Linked DNA regions of Triticum aestivum: region 2 is linked to region 1. A link is a contact called in public Hi-C data. All regions are on one chromosome and are shown on one strand. Each heading gives the region's core, a stretch centred on a gene start, on an enhancer-like site or on the middle of the called end of the contact. The rest is flanking DNA. Distances are from core to core; before and after follow the strand shown.

What was found. Hi-C and Micro-C count contacts between places; a contact is called where the count stands out from the background.
Region 2: a contact with region 1 is called in a Hi-C map of leaf, with 6 times the contacts expected there. The contact joins the promoter of LOC123166828 here to the promoter of LOC123164033 in region 1. A contact is called at or near these places in 2 of 5 Hi-C or Micro-C datasets (both in leaf) and 1 of 1 datasets of contacts at active chromatin or transcription factors (leaf).

The regions. Positions count from the first base shown.
Region 1 is chr7D:206,434,420-206,439,312 of IWGSC CS RefSeq v2.1, forward strand. LOC123164033 (probable amino-acid acetyltransferase NAGS2, chloroplastic) reads right to left here and starts at 2,741. Exons shown (of 10, transcript XM_044581456.1): 1 at 2,061-2,741; 2 at 964-1,051; 3 at 14-222. The coding sequence starts at 2,726.
Region 2 is chr7D:206,702,565-206,707,457 of IWGSC CS RefSeq v2.1, forward strand. LOC123166828 (F-box protein At-B) reads left to right here and starts at 3,007. Exons shown (of 4, transcript XM_044584633.1): 1 at 3,007-3,287; 2 at 3,375-3,580; 3 at 4,812-4,893. The coding sequence starts at 3,069.

The sequences.
Region 1 (4,893 bases), core at 1,491-3,990:
ATGCCATGCTAACCTTAGCACCCAGGAAGTTTCCGCTTGCAACATTGTCGGAGATTTCGTGCCAGCGACCATTAACACCATGTCGACGAAGATCTAACATTGGGGGACCAGGAGATAGCTTTGCTTCTATAGTAAGGCGTATTCTGCCAGCTGCCTCCATCGCAGCATCTAATGAATCAGAATCTGTAATACGGTAACGACCACCATAATTGGCCTTCTTTCCTGAGAAATTCATAAAGTGAGCTCCTTCACCACCATGCACACATGTAGTACAATCACCAATACTATTTAAAGAAAAGACATGTGCAACGACAAATCATCAACCACGGCATCAATACAAAGTATAGCACTGGTTTTGTAGCTTTTACTTTGCAGTACTTCGCCAATCATCAACACTATAAGAACCAAGAAATGACTTCAATACTTAATCTCCATTTCCAAAAGTGTGTGCTGAACCGAAAAATAGAAAAACCATATATGAGATGAGACAAACTATGACTGGAATGCGCCACGATACTTATGCTATTAAACTGACTGGATATATCTCCCTCGATATGCTATATATATGCAAAACAAAAAACAGGATGTTCCTCCATACGTAATCTTTATCCAGAGCTCACTCAGCCGTGCTTATCCGAAATAATACCCCCACTTTCCTTATATGCCACCAAATACTTGTACTAACTTTAAGTTAGTACAAAGTTGTACTAAAGTTGAGACACTTGTTTTCGGACGGAGGGAGTATCAAATACGGCATATAGAAATAAATAAATAAATAAGCAAATAGGTTCAAACACATCAATGAACTTGTGAGATTTGTGGGATGTGAAGAAGAATCCGTTTTGTTTTGTTCCAACGGTAACCAAACAGACACTTCAATAGTGTGGACGTTCATAGAAAAACGTATCTATTCAAAGCATTTTAGCATATAAAAGAGTAAAAAGATGCAAATCTTCAGCTAACCTCTATCAGCCAAGAGCTTATCAATCTGAACATGCGTTCCAGGAACAAGAACAAATTTGATCCCAAGACCATGTAGAAGCGATATATCCTGCATGTTGAAATAATGTGAATTTCATGGAACTACACATAAGTTGTCAAAAGTATATAAAAAAAATACATTTTAAAGAAAATTTCAACAAAACTACGTTCTTTAAATTAACACAGAACTACACCTTTAGTGAATTGTCATTTCAGCCAATGAACACTGACTAAGCCATTATGGTAATGTCATGGACCAGGGTTCATGAAAGGTAACACCTCAGAAAATCTTTATTAGTTATAAATCTTGTTTTAGAAGGAGGAGCAGGTCAACCTATCCAAACCCAGGCTCAGCAACCCGGGTGCAAGATTTTTTTCTTGGTAATTTTCATGTACAGTGACACTACCCCATCATGAGATGGAAAATATATGTGGTTTTACACCGGGACACTGGGTCATTTTCTCTCTGGGGTCCGCACCTTCCAAGATATTGTTAACGACAATATTCAACAGAAATGTTTTGATGACAATGACTGTTAGGCGCAGTGAAAGTAACACGAAATACACGTGCAGCAGTTAATTTATTTATTATCTTCTCCAACAAATCAGTGAAGGAGGCAGAGCTGGTTTGAACTTAGATGAAACTAGCTTAACCACTCATATCGCAACCAGCCGTCGGTTTCTCTCTCGACGTTGCTCTCTTCTTTGCAGCAGAATTATTATAAGAAAGCAACTGTGCTGTCCAGCTCGAACAATGACACAGCGAAATCGAGGCCGCGGAGATGGCCTCAAGTTCACTCTCTTGAAATATGTCCAGCAAGATTATGCGATCCACGGTCCAACCTCTTTAAGAATTCCTAACTCGGCATGTGCATGCTGAATTCGGAACAAATCTGCAAAAATCCCTCTCTTGTTGAACGATCCCATCAAAATGGCATTTGAGGTGAAACCAAAAACTAAGCAATCAAAACAGTGAAGAGGCGTGCAGAATCGCTGTCAGCCCACAGCACCGAAATGCGAATCATCCATTTCCGCGAAAGCGGACGGGGGACCATTCGCGGGGGGAGAGCGACGGGTACCTGCAGAATGCCGTCGAGGTGGGGCCCGGCGACGACCTCCCCGGAGATGACGACGACGAAGGTGCTCCCCCGGTGGCCCCGGATGTACGGCCAGGCCTCCCGGAACCACCCGACGAACCTGCCCCCTTCGTCCGCCTCCGCCTCCCCACGACCTAGAGCCCCATCGCCGAATAACCCCGCTCCACCGCAGCACCGCACGCCCGTTGCACGCCGGCGCCGCGACTCAGGGGCGCGCGTCCCGACCCTCCAGGGCCGCGGCCGCGTCGACCCCGCCGGCGCCCGGGAGGGCTCGCCGGCGAAGCGCGCGGCCGCGCGGGCGAGGGACGCCGCCGCCATCGGGGGGGTGCAGGCGAGATTCAGCGGGGGCTGGTACATGAGTGCGGCGGGCTGGCTTGGCGTGGCGCTCAGGCCGTACGCGGCGAGACGAAATGTAGAGAGAGAGAGTTGGAAGCGGCGATCGGCGAGCGATGTGGCGCGCGGAGACGGGGTTTGGGTCTGGGTTTGGGTTTTGCTCAGAAGAAGTGGGGGAGTGGGATATATACGCGGGGTCGTGTTGACCGACGCTTTGGGCTTCTTGTTTGCTTCCGTGGTGGTGACTGTGATCCGACGGTCCGCGCCGGCGGCGTTCGCGTCTGGTGGAGGTTGGTCTCGGCTCGGGGGCGGCATCAGCCAATGCCAATGCCCATGCGCGCGGTAGGTGAGAGACGCGCGGCTTCTGCGCGCGTGCAAGGGCCAATCCGAAGAAGCACTCACTCACTATATTATCCTGCGGCCACGAATACGATTATACGAGTTTCTCGACGCTTGCGGTCGGTCAGGTCATGTCACCGTGACAAATTGCCTTCTTTGACGTTTGTGCACTGCACGGCCCGGCTTTTCTCGAAAAAACGTGCACTCGAAAAAATCAATCACCTTTGGCGTGCCCTCGAAAAAACGTTTGTGCACTGCACGGCTTTTCTCCCTAGCCCTCGTTCGGTCATTGTAGCTGAATGCCGGGCCAAAATCACTATTTTCATCTTATTTTAGGACCATGTGACCCTCCGTTTAGAAGTTTTGTATGATCCGACCCTCGTGTCTATCCACGCACGCATCAGCTGTAGTTAAAACCGGGCGAACGTCGGGCCGGGCCGGGCTTGTAAAAGCCCGACCTTCATTTCTCAAGCCCAAGCCCGGCCCGAAGCCTGAAATACTCCCTGTTTTTAAGCCTGAGCCCGTCCCGAAATCAAGCCCGAAGCCCGAAAGCCCGGCTCGAACGTTGTTTTTTAGTACGCGCACGTGCAAGCCCGGTCCGAAATACAGAAAAATTGAAGCCCGAGCCCGGCCCGAAGTATCTTTCGGGCTGCAAAACAAAGCCCGAGCCCGGCCCGAATGTCAAGCCCGACCCGGCCCGGCCCGGGTTTAGCTGTAGGGTTAATAACTGGGTCGAAACTGCATAATTTTTCCGGAGCCACAAGCGAGTATGCCCTCCGCCTGGATTTATTAAGCCCCTTTTATTTTGAGTCAAAGTTTGACAACGAATTTAACTAATAAATATAAATGTCACAAAAATTATATCATTTTTAGCCATCTCTTTATAGGTACGATAGGGAACTAATTTCTGAGTTATTGCTGTTGTCCCTTTTACTTTTCAACTCATACAATGTTGCTAATTTGGAGTTAGTATAGTAAATCTACTGATTTGGAGGTCTTTGTTATGTAGTCCAGTTTCTTCATGCTTGCATTTGTCCATGTTTCTCTTCTATTTCCATCATTGAGAAGTTGAGATGTTGGTTTGGACGATATTCTGATGCTGGTAGGTTAGAGACCTTCATGTTTATTGTAAAGGATTGTTCTCTTTTTCAGCATGAAGGCTTCTTCATATTTCTTGTAAAGGATTGTGTATGTAAAAACTAAAAAAGTACCAATCAACAAACATTTTTCTTGTAGAGACGTGCGTGCACGTGCAAGGCTATTAGTATCATAGAAAATCTTTTTCAAATACAAATCCAACAATATACTTTGTGTAGCATATCCTTTATATATTTTTAGTCAAATACGGTTGTCCAAACCCATGGAGCTATGAGGGGTTGACCCAGGACTCGAGTATCGGCCACCTCAGAACATGGCATAGAAGTTTGGGTCCGACTCAAAGCTACGGCCGAACTTCAATTCGGGTGTCGATCCATTTGGTGGTTTTCTGGTATTGGATGTAGCTAGGGATGCGTCGTGTCATTTCAGATCTTCCGGTTCATGCATATAATGGGTCAACAGTTGGGTTTGATGAGCGTGAGTGTGGAGCTTGTAATGGGCATATTGGTGCACCCCTGCAGTGTTAAACCTATTCGAAAAGTCGTGTCTGTGGTTATGGACGACTTGAATTGGCCGATTTGATCATAGAACAACTTCAACTATTAATATTATTAGTAATAGAGCTTGTGCAACTTCAACTTTTAATAATAAAACTTGCCAAACAAAAACCTTGGGGATTCTTCTTCCCGGGTGGTACGGAGGGGAGTGCAAGGCTATGTGATTTTTCAAGGACGGCTAGCAGCTCAACGTGGGCACAACCAGTGAGGTTGTGTTGCACATGTTTTGTGTAGATGGTCTGCATACACTCTCTATACTTGTCTATAATAGTCGTTGTTGTATCGTGACGCATAGGTGCTTGCAGACGCTCCACCACTTATCCCCTTTAAACCTATTGCTTAGTTTGTGTCGGTCATTCAATGTAACAACACTTACACCATGTACTCACCTTGCTTTATCAAACACTTATAGGTGGTGATGGACAACATTAACTGGTTATCCCACGGACAACAGTCTGAGCAGAGATATGGACGGGGGTTGCTTTTGT
Region 2 (4,893 bases), core at 1,757-4,256, 270 kb after region 1:
GTGATCCACAATTCCTCTTGGATGCTCTAGACCATGACGCCTAACCGTCTGGAAGAAGCACAGTCTTCAAAGGTAACAAGCGTCGGATCCACGCAGGATCAATCTCTTCGGTGATGCTCAATCACTTTGGGTTTGTAGGTGTTTGGGTTTGGGTTTTCCTCACTTGATGATTTTCGCTTAAAGTCCTCGGAGGATGTGATGCTCTCAAATGACAAGTGTCAGTTTCTCTCAGAGCAGCCAACCAGCTAGTGGTTGTAGGGGGCGGCTATTTATAGCCTAGGGAACAGCCCGACATGATAAGACATAAATGCCCTTCAATGATATGACCGTTAGGTGGGTAGATATTTTGGGACAGCTGGCGCATAGCACAGCAACGGTCGAAAATTTGAGTATCAAATTCCTCAGGGCTATCATGTTCCTCACAGTGTAGGCAATCCGCACTGGCGAATTCCTAACTCCTCAGTCAGAACAAATTCCTCAGAGACCAGAAGAACTTCGTCTCTGTCACTGAAGAATATGACTGAACTGTATGAGATTTCCAATGGCTTCACTCGAAGGGATTGGTAGGTGTAGGATTTTGAGTTGAGCATCACATGGAAATTTGTCCTTAGTATTTCCTCGACCCCCTTTAACAGTACGGTGTTTCCTATGACTCAAGAAAGAGAAAATGAAACTACGAAAACAAAAGTCTTCACGCTTCATGTTCCTCGAATGAATACCAAGTCTTCAAGGTCACACCAATTTCTTCACTTTCAAAGTCTTCAGAAAGTCTTCAGAAGTCCAAAGTCTTCAGTCGAAGAACTTCATTTTTAGGGGTCGACTTTCTCTGTAAATATCAAACTCCTCATAGACTTATAGACCTGTGTACACTCATAAACACATTAGACCCTTAACCTATAAGTCTTCAATACACCAAAATCACTAAGGGACACTAGATGCACTTACAAAATGCGATATTTTGGATAGTAAAGCACTAGTGCAACAACACGAAAACTATATAGGCATAGCATGGGCATAACTTTTTATGACAAAAAACAACACAAGGGTCAATACGGTTACAGTTAACAAAAATCATGCAAGAGAAGAAAATTGAAGACCTGAACAACAAGTCGTCTTTATATATGAAAAACAGAAAATTGTAAATCTACAATTAACAATTAACAATGATACAATGAAAATTAAAGGGCCAATACATGATGTAGAAAGCAGCTCTGGGAGAAAAAATTGTCACAAACAAAAACATTATATGACGTGCAAGGTATTTTTTTTGGAATTAACCGATGCGGCAGTTAGCTTTTGTAGCGCAACATAGGTGGAAAAAAAGACTACTGCTAGTAGAATATACTAAAATGGGAAGGGAGAATACACTACCTACACCTAACTATCATAGATGACATGAACAAAAATTTATCAGAGATGGGTATAAAAAATTATGACGAGTCACTTTCTCATACTATCATGGAGCGCATGAACAAAAAAAGTGAACAAATTCAATATATAGGTTAACAAATAGGTATCAATCCCATGTTTGTCATATGAAATGATGCAGCAAGGAACACACAGTTTGGCAGGTCAGTAAGGCAAATGTGATGCAGTTCTTAGCCAAATATGTGATGCAGTTCTTAGCCATACTTCTGCAAAAAAATGCATATAATCCTTTGTCCCACAAAAATAAATGTAAGATGAGTTGTAGAAAAATAACTTTCAACCCCAGTAGGTTACTAAAAACAGGAGAAGTAGGTAAAAATCAAAGCAATGCGGCCTACAAAACACACCGCGTTACAAACTACAACAGAAAAAAAACCTACAACTAGAAAAACACAAACCGGGGATCACACTACCTACACCTAAGAAACTCACAGAGGGGAGAATTGACCTACACCCTTTAAATCAAGTCTACTAAAGACACACGACAACATGACATACATGTTCTTGTATATTCTACTAACTCCAACTTAAGAAAACTTAAAGAATCAACTTAAGAATACACTGCTCCATGGATAAGAAGGGATAGAGGGCGTTTCCAATGATTTAGAATAAAAGCCTTCAATAACGGGTTTCCAAATGGGTCTAACCATGCATCTGTTTGAGACCTCGTGATTTTCCAATAAACACTATGCCACCCCTATCCCGCACCCCTCCCAAGAACACAAACCAATCCAGCCGGTCGATGGGTCTGATCTAACGAAATACAATCAAGGAGATAGAGGATCTAAAAAAGCCTAATAAAAGCAGGACGGGCATAGCGCAGAGGGAGCTAATCTACTTGAAATCTAGGTTATACCTCAAATCAGGAAAACCTAAAAAAATAGGGGTGCGGAGGGGGGGGAGGACAAAAAACTCACTTTATCGCCATTCCCAGCCATCTCTTCACCTCGCGGGAGTGAACAATCCTCGGTCGACTCCTTCATGCTCACCTTGACTCCTTCCTACTCGCGGCGGCCCTAAAAGAAGACAAAAGGGGAATGGGGAGAGGAGGAACAGAGAGAGGTGGCCGAGGAATGTAAGTGATAAAAGAGGCAGCGAACAAAGCACCATGTCCCCTTCGTTTCTACAGAAGGCAGGCCAACACTAAACCACAAAAAAGTCCATGAAAACGGCCATCAACACAACAAAACAATGGTTGAACAAAAAATTGGCCTAACAAAAAGCACGCCCGACTCGAACGGGCCGGCAACCGGACTCCAACGGGAAACGGGACCGCGGGACGAAACGAAGCGAGGTAAAGTTTACACGAAGACTACAACAATATATCGAACGAACCATGACTTAGATGAGACATTGTTAAATCGGACATTTTGCAAAGTATTGAGCAGCTGCCACACATAGAATGTTTTGAAATTTTCAGATACCTAGCGCTAACCTTTTTATTCCAAGAAAGAACAGCAGGTCCGGTTTATTGGTTTATTTCCTCATTTAGAACAGTATAGCAGATTAAAACCAAATAGAACGACGGCAGAGGGCCCACATGTCATAGCCACACAGAGGGCCCGCGAGCCGTGGTGGTACATCCAGCCATCCAGGGACAGTCTCCGCGCATCTGACTCTAGGTCTGAAAGCAAGGAGCTATGGAGAAGAAGCCCCGCGCCGCCGGCGACGACCAGGGCGGCGGCGAGGCCTCCGGCAGCGTCGGAGGAGGCCTGGTCGACATCCTCCCCGAAGCGCTCCTGGTGGAGGTCGTTGGCCGGGTGGGGCTAGAGGCCGCCTGCTCCGCCGCCGCATCCTGCCGCGCCCTCCGAGGCGCCGCCGGTGCCGCCTTATCCTCCGTCGCATCCCTAGACCTCTCGGTGAGCCTCGTCGCTCCCCCTCTCTCGCGCTCCCCGCCTCCCGCCAGAGAGGTCTCCCTTTAATCTGGGGTTTGGTTGCTGTTGCAGGCGTTTACGCCGACGAATGCTATCGCGAATAGGATTCTTGCCGGTAATGGCAGGCTCCGCAGCCTCACCGTCAATTGCAGCCTACTCAACGACTCCGCGGTCGCTGCTATTGCGAAGGAGAGCCTCCGCGAGCTCTCGCTGCTCAAGTGCTCGTCGTTCTCTCCGTACCTCTTTGTGGTGATTGGTGAGAGGTGCACCAATTTGAGGTATGATTCTTCAGCAATTGCTTGTTTGTTTATGCTACGGGCTAGACTACAGTAGGACTTGTGGTGGTATTAGCTGATATAGGGTTAAGAAATCATGTTTGAGTAGTAGTTAGGACCTCAATAAATACAAGGGACAGTGCTGTGCGTAACTGAGAGAATCGTGGTGGACTCGGCGTGGAGGGAGTGGTCTGACTTGCCATTTCAGGTGGTCTGACCAGAGTCTCTCGTGGGTGTCGACTTTGTTGGGATATCAAATAGTATCAGGGGAAGAGTGCCCACATAACAGAAGAGATCCCAGGGGATTTAGGTTTTGGCTGAACCTCGTCAACAAAACCCGGTGTCAATCAAGGTTCAACATATCGTATATTGGTTTTGTATCGGTTTGGCTTGAACATATTGGATGTTGGATATAGGATGATATATCGGACGATATGTTGATATATTGGAGAAAATATATCTGTTTTTTTTTCAATATTGTTATTCAAAAATATATTTTTAGTGAAAACAAAAGGTATGGTGTCAATGATCTAGCATAATAAATTTAGGTTTCTAGTTTATGAACGTGTTAATTAAGAAACTATTTAAGTCAGATTCACAAAATCCTCACTCTAAGATTAAAAACAATATGTTATAGATGTGTTTCTACAAAACATTATGCACGACTTTATATATAATATATTTTTCACCGCTTTCTGATAAATAATTGTGTTCATCGACGTACCGGTCTATATCAGTGGGCATATCGGGCCAGATATCAGCCATATTGGTCGATATTTCGGTCCATATCGGTCGATATTTCGGTCCATATCGGATGATATGTGTTAAAATGATATTTACAAAATGATATATTATGTTTATATCGATAGAGTCCCAAAACTGATATATCGGCCTACTTATATCTACGCTGCATGACCTGGTACCATGACTAGTGGAAGTGGAAGTGTGGAACCAAGCAGCCATGTTGTTAATTGTGGAAGTTAGCATAGGCACTAAGCCATGGAAACTAATTTCGTAACAGTTCATTTCTTGAGAAATTGGATTAGGTGCTATTTAACTGTTGCCTAGTATTACTGCATTGTAAGGTTTATTGTTGCCCGGGTGGGATGTGCATTGGGGAAATTTGATTTGTACCTGGTATAGTGATTGGTTATGTTTCCGTTCTCTAAAAAATGGTTTGTTTTCATCTTGACCCAAATCGTGAGAAGTCTGAGCGTATTGTATTTATATTCAGATCAATTACACTGGAGATGGCAAACTTGAATGGCAGTGAACATTTTGTGATCTGCCGTAAGTCCATAGCACACATGTTCAAA